2 separate regions of the Mus musculus genome follow, and region 2 is linked to region 1. The links are chromatin contacts, called in public promoter capture Hi-C maps. All regions are on one chromosome and are shown on one strand. Each heading gives the region's core, a stretch centred on a gene start, on an enhancer-like site or on the middle of the called end of the contact. The rest is flanking DNA. Distances are from core to core; before and after follow the strand shown.

The links. Capture Hi-C pulls out chosen DNA fragments and counts their contacts.
Region 2: a promoter capture Hi-C map of adipose tissue shows a contact between it and region 1. The contact joins two enhancer-like sites. A contact is called at or near these places in 2 of 115 datasets of contacts at active chromatin or transcription factors (embryonic stem cells and pancreatic cancer cells) and 3 of 9 other capture datasets (adipose tissue, liver and pancreatic islet).

The regions. Positions count from the first base shown.
Region 1 is chr1:153,061,796-153,067,459 of GRCm38.p6, forward strand. The region is part of intron 1 of Nmnat2 (nicotinamide nucleotide adenylyltransferase 2); the gene reads left to right. Among named protein-coding and RNA genes, the nearest start is that of Nmnat2, 110 kb to the left of the region's middle. Within about 2 kb of position 3,441, at least 74 of the 459 cell types and tissues checked have an H3K27ac peak or open chromatin away from gene starts, as enhancers often do. A contact at or near this core is called in adipose tissue, where this site is marked.
Region 2 is chr1:153,155,013-153,159,948 of GRCm38.p6, forward strand. Lamc2 (laminin, gamma 2) reads right to left here. Exons shown (of 24, transcript NM_008485.3): 4 at 3,840-3,975. Among named protein-coding and RNA genes, the nearest start is that of Lamc2, 29 kb to the right of the region's middle. Within about 2 kb of position 2,184, at least 7 of the 459 cell types and tissues checked have an H3K27ac peak or open chromatin away from gene starts, as enhancers often do. A contact at or near this core is called in adipose tissue, where this site is marked.

The sequences.
Region 1 (5,664 bases), core at 2,191-4,690:
AAAGCAGCGCCTGATTCCATGCAAAGGATGTGGCCTAATGTGGGACCCTGGTGGCTTTTCTGTATCAAGTGTCCTTCTGTCTTTAGTCACCTCACCTTGTATTCTGTCTCCTGCACCAGGCCACTCACCCAACTATGTTATTATAGTCTGTGGATCTAAAGTAATTCTCTCGTGTGTCTTGGGGTTTCACTGAAAAGAGAACCTTTGAAATTTTTGCCCCATTTTTATGTTTATATTTAGTTTGTGCCATATATGACACACATGCATACACATATGTAGTTAGCTTTATATTTATGTAAAGATACACACATGTAGCCGGGCGTGGTGGCGCTCGCCTTTAATCCCAGCACTCGGGAGGCAGAGGCAGGTGGATTTCTGAGTTCAAGGCCAGCCTGGTTTACAAAGTGAGTGCCAGGACAGCCAGGACTATACAGAGAAACCCTGTCTTGAAAAACCAAAAAAAAAAAAAAAAAAAAAAAAAAAAAAAAAAAAAAGATACATATATGTACACATTTAGCTTTCTTCCTCTAAAGAAAAAATATTTTTTTAAGTCTTTTCTGAAATGATAAATTTTAAGGCTGAGTATGGTGATACATACCTGTAATCCCAACAGAATTTCATGAGTTTGAGACTAGCCAAACCTAAGATGAGACCCAGCCTCCAAATTCATTCAGCAAATGGCTGCAATCCAGCTTAAGTGCCTGGTTTATTTATTTGTTTGTTTGTTTATTAGTTTATTTATTCATTTCTACTATTTTGATATTTTTGTTTGTGTATCTACTATAGGGCCTCACACTGTGGCCTGGCTGGTCTAAGAGGGTTTCAGGGGAGTGGCCTCTGGGAAACGTTTTAAATGAGGCCAGACTTCTAGGATGGCTCCTGCTGGCTGGGGACCTGTGAGGAGTTCTTTCCTTGCAGGTCTGTGGGAAATGACAACTCTGGAAGTGAGAGCCATAAATCATTTCCCAGCTGTGAAGACAAAGGGCTCAGCTCCTCAGCTAGAGTCAGTGAAGCAAACAAAGGTTAGGGACAGCCAGGGGACCGCAGTGCCAACCGTCTGTGTTACCCCAAAGTCAGCACAAGGCTGCGGAGAACAGCTGCCAACCCCGAGGAGTAAACAAAAAATGGAAAGCGGGAAGAGGACCACGTCTAAGCAGTGGAGGCTTCTGGGAAGTATTTCTTATTCTCTCTCATGGATTTAGACAGCCTGAGTTGCATGCATCGGGTGGGGAGCTAGAGGGAGGCAGAGATGGCTAGAGAAAGGTTCTGTCTTCCTTCAGATCGCAGAGGTGCTTTCTTGCAGGCTGCCTGATAATCGGGCACCTAAGCCTGGCGCTCATCTCCATCCAGAACTGTGCCACCCGCCCTTTGCTCCACCACTGGCTGCAGAGACAGCAAGAGAAAGCATACAAGATCTGGGTATCCCACTGTGCCCGCAGAAAACTAGCTTCCAAAACTCCTCTGCCTTCCTGAGGCACAGAAATAAGACCAGGAACCCTTTGAGCTGTGATCCCAGCCTGTGATCCCGGCCCTCAGGAGGTAACTCATGCCTGTGATCCCGGCCCTCAGGAGGCCAAGGCAGGAGAATTGCAAGCACAGCCCCACCTAGACTACAGAGTTACATCACATCAGACTGGGGCCACTTAGTGAGATCCTACCTCAAATAAAAAGTAAAAAGAGGACTCGGGATATAGTGCAGTCATAGAGCTCTTGTCTAGCCTGTTTAAGGGCCCGAGTCCAAAGCAAAATAAAACAACAACAACAACAAAAGCCTTTTACTTCAAGGGCTCAATATTCAATTACTTTCTCATCTAGTCTATCTACCAGGAGAACGTGGTCAGCCAGACCCCTGCTTCTCCACGCTGTCCGAATGGTAAACAACTGTCAAGACACCCCGAGTGATATGAGAGAGGGCAAGACACCCCAAGTGACAATGACCTACAGTGACATCATTCTCTTTTATTCTTTTCTGATCATTCTTTTCAAGTTTCTTTTTAAAAAAAAAAAGACTTATTTTTAATGTATGTGTATTTGTGTGTGTGTGTGTGTGTGTGTGTGTGTGTGTATGCACATGTGTGTGAGTAGGTCCCCTCAGAGGCCAGAAGAGGGCATCAGATCTCCTGGATCTGTTATCTGACATGGGTACTGGGTCTAGAACTCAGGTCCTCTGGAAGAACAGCAAGTATACTTAACCACTGAGCCACCTCTCCAGTGCTTCAAACATTTTTAACTGAGATGCAAGTGTGCGTATTTGTAGGGTACAGTGTGATCATCTATTGCACATACACAATGTGCAGTGTTCAGATTAGAGGAGCTGGCATTTATGTCTTTTTATGGATTGGTGACTTACAAAGAAAGCAAGTGAAGAAACGGAGCCTTCACCCCTCAGTCAGTGCATCGGCCTGATTCTCTCATCCCTGGAATGTCTGTCTGTCCTCTGCTTTTTGGCTTGCTTGCTTGGAGACAGGATCTTACTATGTAGTTTAGTTTCGTTTCTAACTCATGAATTTGGGATCCTCCTGCCTCAGCCTCCAGAACACAGGTATATCTGATACTGGGGACCTATGTTTGGAGACTGGTGACTGCATTTAAAAGATGTGCCAAAAGGCCGTTAGGGACTGCCCAACTCAGAGACAATTGTCTGTTCAGGATCCAAAAAAAGGTTTCCATGTCAGAGCAACAGGAACACAGAAAATAAAGATGTTTGTTTGTTTGAGACCAGCAATTCTCAACCTGTGTTCTCAATCCATAAAAAGGTCTTAGCTTTTCACAGGGTTGTATATCAGATATTTATATTACGGTTCATAACAGTAGCAAAATTACAGTTATGAAGTAGAAATGAAAATAAGGAACTGTATTAAAGGGTCATAGCATTAGGAAGGTTGAGAACCACTACTTCAGACAGAGTCTCATTCTATAGCCCAGACTGGCCAGACTTCACTCTGTAGCCCAGGCCCCTCAAGAATCCGAGGCACTGCTCCTCCCTCAACTTCCAGGGGCTCTGATGAGAAGGGATAAGCTACCACGATCCTCCTTTCTGCTGTCAGGTCCCTGCCTAAGGTCACGTGTTCTCAGGAGGCTTCATTGGCCTCTGTACCCCATCCCCAGGAAGGCCTCGGTCACTTCAGTGACCTGCATCTTCTGCTATTATCAATGCGGGTTATTTACCCAGACCTTCAAACTCCTCAGAGATGGTGATCATGTGGCGTTTCTCCAGCATCCTCACAGCGGCTGGCACAGAACCTCGGGCAGAGTAAGCTCTCATCACATTTTGCTGGAGACTCCTCAAGGTTCAGTTTGGAAGGCCACAGGAATGACTCCTTTAAGAGTTATTTCTTCATAATCCCTAAGCAGAAATAACCCCGCCTAGAGGGATTCATAGCTCCAGTCCTTTCTTTATTACCCAATTTTGGATCTGTCTGCAATTTAGAATGTTTACAAGTCCAGACAGCCTCTGTGCAATTCACAAACAAGGAGAGCCAAGGCAGTTCCAGCTGTGAACACGAGCTGGGGTCATTTCTAATTGCAACCCAAAAGGAAAATTTGAGTTAATATTGATGTTCTAAATGCAGTGTTCCTCTCCATGAACTCCTGGCTGGAAGGGGAGAGAGGATTACAAATGTCAGCCAGGTCCACTGAGAAGCCAGCAGGCAGATCTGTCTGAGGTTTTAATAACTAGGCAGATCACCTGTGCTGTGTTTGATCTCTGGTCAGTCTAGCAGCAGCTGTCATGACAGATTTAGATGGGTCTAGGGGCCTGGACTAAGCCAGGGTGAGTCTTCAGGGTCCTGCGGACAGGAAGGCCGATGGATATTGAGTCTTGTCTCCTCCAAAAGAGCAGGAGGAGAGCCATCAGACTAGAGTGTAAACTTTAGAGCCATTTGGCTGCTTCCCTGGGGTATATGGATGAAAATAGAATGCATTTTGGGAGGCCTGGCATGAAATTAAATTCCAGGGCCCTAGCTACATCTTTGCCAATGGGCTGGCTTCCTACCAAGGCCCAGAAAGGCCCTCGTTATGTAATGTACTGGGAGAGTGGAAGAAAGTGGACAGCTTTGCGCACATGTGCGCGCGCGTGTGTGTGTGTGTTGGGGTATCTGAACCTTTCAGAGGCTAGTCTGCCCAACCACACACACACAAGTATGTGGCTGTAGGCCAGTGGGGCTGGTCTCCTTGGGAGCTTGTTATACGTACTAAACTAGCTGAGGGCTAAGGGTCACTCATACTGGACTGTTAAGATAAACAATGTTTTTGGATTTATTTATTGTGTCACGTCATAGCTCCAAATGTTGGAATCCAAACAGCAGCAAAAAAATTTAGAAATTATAAAAAAAAAAAAAAAAAAAAAGGAAAGTTGCAGAAGTAACCAAATAGAACCAGCCAGCTTGCTGGCCATTTGCCTGGATTTGTGCAATCTATCCTAAAGTGTAACATCTGGTGGTTTACTATGGGCTTTGAAATTATAGTTTGTTTTGAGATAATTCGTAATCCGTAGGAAGTTGCAAGGATAAGACAGAGACATCCCACTCCTGTGGCCTTCAGGTATATGTCACTTTACCACATCTATGGATTAGAGAAGCACCACAATTAAGAACAAGAGCCAGGGCTGGACAACTGGCTCAGTGGTTAAGAGCACTGACTGCTCTTCTGAAGGTCCTGAGTTCAAATCCCAGCAACCATCTAACCATGGTAGCTCACAACCATCTGTAATGAGATCTGGCGCCCTCTTCTGGAGTGTCTGAAGACAGCTACAGTGTATTTACATATGCCATGATGCTTCACCACAGCCCAGACACAACAGAAACAGCCAACCATGCACAGAAACTCTGAAATACACCCTCCTCCTTCAGTTCCTCTCTTGGGTACCCGCCACAGTGCTGAGAAGTCTGACTAAAACACACCCAAGTTGTCGAGTGTATTATTACTGTCTCCTCACGTGGTGACTAGTACTCTGTGGTGTGGATATTTCACAGTTATTTCACAGTGTGGTTTGTTAGCCATTTTCAGATTGTGGGACATTTGGATGTTTCTTCTACTTAGTTCTTACAGATAAAAGTTCTGTGAATTATTCTAGCTACTTGCCTTTCCAAATAAATTCTAGATTTTCACTTTTAAAAGTCTTGTTGGGATTTTGAGACAAATTGCATTAAATTTACATATTGCTTTGGGAAAAAAATACTTACTGTGTTGAGTCTTGTGCAAATTTCCTTGTATTTTTATTTTGGCTGCTACTGTTTAAAAATAACTTAGTTTTCTACAGACAGTGGTGGCACACACATTTAATCTCACACTCAGGAGGCAGAGGTAGGTGGATCTCTGGGGGTTGGAGATCTCTGGTCTACAGAGTGAGGTCCAGGACAGCCAGCGCTACACAGTGAAACCCTGTCTCAAAACACCAAAAACAAACAAGCTCAAAAATAGAAGAGAAAGAAGGAAGAAAAAAAAAGAAAGAAGAGAAAAGAAGAAATAACTTAGTTTCTCTTATGGATCTTTCCTGTTACTTTGCTAAGCTTGGCTCATTCATTAGTTCTAGGAGCTACTTTATGGATTTCTTGAGATTTCTAAGAAGACAGTCATGTCTTCTTATAATTTCTTCCTTCCTTCCTTCCTTCCTTCCTTTCTTTCTTTCTTTCTTTCTTTCTTTCTTTCTTTCTTTCTTTCTTT
Region 2 (4,936 bases), core at 934-3,433, 92 kb after region 1:
AAAGAACAGATCTTAGCCATTTTCAATGCTCCTAAAAGAGCCAAGCCACAACCTCTCTCAGCTCCCACCCCCAGCCAGATGTGGACATTGATGTACTTTCTGTCTCATTAGATTTGACTACTCTGGATATTTCTTATCATTGAAATCATATCACATGAGGCCATTTGTGACTGACTTATTTCACATACCATAAGTTTTCAAGGTCTGCCCATGTCATATCACGGAGTATATATCATCCTGATGGCTGAATATAATCCCACCATATGGATTTACCATAATTTGCTTATCTATTCATTAGCTGGTAGACATTTGGTGTGTTCCCAGTTCTTAGCAATGATGGGTAATGTTTGCATGAACTTCAGCACACTAGGTTTTGTGCATTTTATCCATTTTTATCTATCGTACATGTATGTCTAGGAGTGGAATTTCTGATTTTGCTGTCTTTTGTTTGCCTTGGTGGTGAGACTCTTCCTGGAGGCACCGGAGCAGTCATCTGATCCCGACACCGCCTCCCTGTCTCAGGGCTCCCTCTGGTTTCCATCACTCTTTTTGGCACACACTCACGTATCTACCTCATCAGTCTAAAACGGAAGCTGCTAGCTCTCCCCTGGTAATGAAACTCTGCTCAAAGACCTTATAGTGGAGAAAGAGTGGATGATGTTCCCCTGTGGCTGTCTTCTGACCCCGTTAAATCCTGCCCAAACCTGAAGCTTGTTGGACTCCTTCTCCTTCACAGTCCCCATCCGGTTAATGCTAGATCTAACCAGGCTCACATCCTGAATCCCTTTCCAATCTTGGTCTTCCCACTCCTCCACAGTGTATCCAAATCAACCAGCAAATGCATTCTCAGGGCTAAGAACCAGGGACTCGACAAGAAATAGGAACCATCCCTGATTCTTGGGGTTTCAAGGTGGGGAACAGCAACAGCAGTGATGTATAATGGCAGCCATGCTGGAACACCCCCATGGTGCCTCTTTCCCTTCCTCGACTTCAGGCACTGAACCCAGCCATGAACAAGACAAAGTTCTGGTGAGAGGAAAATCCAAATGCTGATAGCAAATGTGAGAGCCAAAATAAAAGTAGACTCATATATGCACAGTGGGGGAAATAAGGGGGGGCCCTGGAGGAGATGATGGGACACGTGGTGCTCCCTCGAGTGCTTCATAGCTTTGTAGGAAAAGGGATGAACACAACACATACTGCTCCTTCGAAGCAGGGGTTGTGGCTAGAGTGTGGGAACCAGGAAAACAACGAGAAAGTGATCTAAAAGGCCAGAGAAGGATAGAAGAGAGTAATCTATGCAAAGGCCCAGAAGAAAGAAAGTCTAGACAATGGCTAGGGTAGTGCCAGTAAGGCCAGGAAGATGTGCCTGTCTGGGCAAAGGACTGTAAATAGGAGTGTCAGGGAAGTGACATTATCAAGCCTAGTCTATTTTCATTTAATTTTTGTCTGGAGTATAAAGAACTCTGTAGCTACTAGGTATTATAGCTAATTAGCATATGTTTCCTTTCCATGAATCCACAGCTTAGCATCACCTAGGTTTGAAGGCTGCAATCCAATGGTCTGTATTCAGTCAGAACTAACATTTTCTACTGCTGCAAACTGCCGGTCAGGGGCATGCATTTCTGGTTATTCGTGCTGAACCCAGAATCAGACTTCAGGAACCAAACAGAACCAAGTGGACTTGTGGATAGAGATGCCCCATCTTTTTCTACTATCCATGTCCCCAAACCAGGATCCTCATGATGAAGGCCAAACCAGAGGGAGGAGAAACAGGACATTTTAAACTGACTTGTTGAAACTCCTACTTTATAACTCCAGTTCTGTGGAGACGGAGGCAGGAGAACATTTGAGGCTAGCCTGAGCTACATAACAAGGCCTTGTCTCAAAACCAAAACAATAAAGCACACAATAATACTAAACAAAAACAAAAAAAGCAAAACAAACAAACAAAAAAATCAGGGAGAAAGGAGGAGAATAGAAAGGCAGAGGGGGAAGGAGGCTTATACTGAAGTCATTCACCAAACCATACATGTTCCTAGCACACTGTTTTTCTACTACAAAAGCGAAATGATGCATAAAACATTAACAGTGTCAAACCAGGAAAGGTCTTGGGGGGACGGTCCTTGAGACAAGTGGCCCAGACAGCTGCCTAAACTCATCAACAATATTTCAATACCAGCAAACAGCCAAAAAGCCACTGGCCAGAATTCTATCTGGACTTTGCTCCTGGCTAGCATGCCAAGTTATTACTAAGTCAAGCTTGTTTTGCCTGTCATGTAGTATAACAATTGTTGGAAGGACAAGTTTTGCAAAAGAGTTTATTCAGGATGTAGCCACAGGTGGAAATGAGTTTGGAGCTATTCATGGGCTGATGTATGGGGACAGGTGGCTGGAAGTCAGTCAGCCGTCTGAACGTGTGCAGCCGCTGCCCTCAAGACCCTCACTGCAGAGGTGTTATCTATTCCTCCAAGACAGATGCTGCTCAGAAGCAACTTAGGCAAGTAACTAGGAGCAGTGAAGTCTAGAAGAGCAATAATTAAGAGCAAGCTAAACTTAGAAAATGAGTAAAAGCTGGCTAAGTCTTGAAAAGTAGTAACTAAGCAGGTTAAGTCTAGAAAAGCAACAGCTGGGGTCTTGCTAGGTCAAGAAAAGTAACGAGAGCAGGTTAAGTCTAGGGTCCATCATTACCAGAAACATTGGGCAGGCTGCTGATGTCAGCAGATGAAGCAGTTTAAGCCCAGAGGGTTTAGTTAGCTTTTCCCTTGCTCTCAAAAATTCCTCTGCCAATTTTCTTTCTGGCAAATTATTCACCACCAGACTCCCCCTGCTACCTCTAAGCTCTGTACCTCTGTGATTGCTGTGTGATAGGCAGCGTACATTGAAGGAAGACAGTCTGAGTCCTCCTTCAATAAAAGAATCTGAGGGTGGAAAGCAGGTGTTTCAAACAAAAGGAGCCAGCAATTGGGCAGAGAAAAAGTCTTCTACACAAAGTTTGCTGAGGTCCAGTGGGTCCCTGGTTGGAATGGGGGAGAAGCCTCTGTGTCCCTCTTGGTTCCCCAAGGAAAGCCAAATGCATGCATCCAGGTGCCGAATCTCTGGGTCTCCAAACGGGCTCTATCATTACCAGTAGCATTGGGCATTTGAATTTTTCATGGTTTAAGTATCTTCTTATTAAAATGAGTGTAATGATAATCCCAGTTGTATATAGTATTTGTATAATGATAAAATTAAACAGCCCCACATGAAGAAGTCACAAAAGTATATGTGGGTGTCATTATTCCCTTGGTAATAGCAATGGTGGAGTAAGGATGCTATGACAATTAATCTTGGTTGTCAACTTACACCCGGGAAGAGGGAACTACCTCCATGAGAATAGCTTGTGGGCAAGCCTATGGGGTATTTTCTTGACATGTAACTGGTATAAGAGAGCCTGGCCCACAGTAGGCAACACCATTCCTAGGCAGGTGGGTTTGGGCTGTATGAGAAAGGTAGCTGGGGCTGGAGAGATGGCTCAGAGGTTAAGAGCACTGACTGCTCTTCCAGAGGCCCTAAGTTCAATTCCCAGCAACTTCATGGTGGCTCACAACCATCTGTAATGGGATCCAATGGACTCTTCTGGTGTGTCTGAAGACAGCTACAGTATCCTCACATATATAAAATAAAATAAATAAATCTTTAAAGAAAAGAAAGGTAGCTGAACATGACATGGAAAGTAACTCAGGAGGTCGTGGTCCTCCAAGGTCTCTGCTTCATGTTCCTGTCTTCAGTTCTTCCCTCAATGACGGGCTGATGGAGATAAAACAACCCCGAGTTGTTAAACTCAGGCAGGTGCTTACAGTTGCCCCTGGTCTCGGGTGCATCCAGCATCGGTGAGCATATGGAAGCCTGGCTGACATCGGTCACATCTTTGTCCTGTCACACCTGGCTTACACCTGCATTGTCCAGAGTTGTCACATCCAGCACTGAGGGAACCTGTGGCCCACAAGGTGGGGAGAAGGAGAGAAGAAAAATAAGTATTTGTAAGGCATTGAAAAAAAAATGACCATCTGCTTATGGGAGCTCCAGACGCACTCAAGGATGTACAAATCCACTGCTTTTAACAAGGAACCCAGGCCGTTTAAATCTCTACTCGGTACGGGATATTTTGACACGTGAAGATGCCTGCTCCACAGAAAGAAGGGGGTGAATCACAGAAACATTTTTATTTACACATTTGCTCTGACTTGACATTAGGGAACACACAGTGCCTTTCTTTTTCTTTCTTTCTTATTTTTTTTTTTAAATCCCATTGATAGGGTGTGGTAACGCATGCCTATAACCCCCTGGAGGCTGCACTGGAATGACTTGAACCAGAACAAGTTCAGTTAGCCTGGTCTACACAGTGAATTCAAAACTTGTTCAAGCCTTTGAAAACTCAAGGAGAAAAACCAATGACAGCATATTAACATATTAGGATAAATTACTTTCTCCCTTGTATCCAACAACCAAAGGCCATCTTTTAGGGGCCAGTACTTGACTTGTGTGTGTGTGTTTACATGAGTGTGAACTTAGGCAAGCGTGTGGCGGGCAGAGGACCATCACCAGTTTTCCCTGCCAAGGCCGGGTCTTGAATTGGCCTGGAACTCAACAACTAGACGAGGCTGTTCAGATCCACCTGCCCCTGCCCCGCCAGCACCAGGACTACTCGTGTGAGACGACACTCCCATCTCTTTTTCACACGGCTTCTAAGGATCGAACGGAGGCATTGCCAGCAGTTCACTGACCGAGCCATCTCCCCAGCACTGATGGCATGATATATTTTTTTAAGCACGCACGAAAACCCCTTGACAAAGAATGTGTTCACTAACCAGGGGAAGCAGAAAACTTCACTTATGGAACACCTCCTGGTGGCTCGGTCACTACCTCACAGTGTCTTGTTCGTTTTTTCCAACAG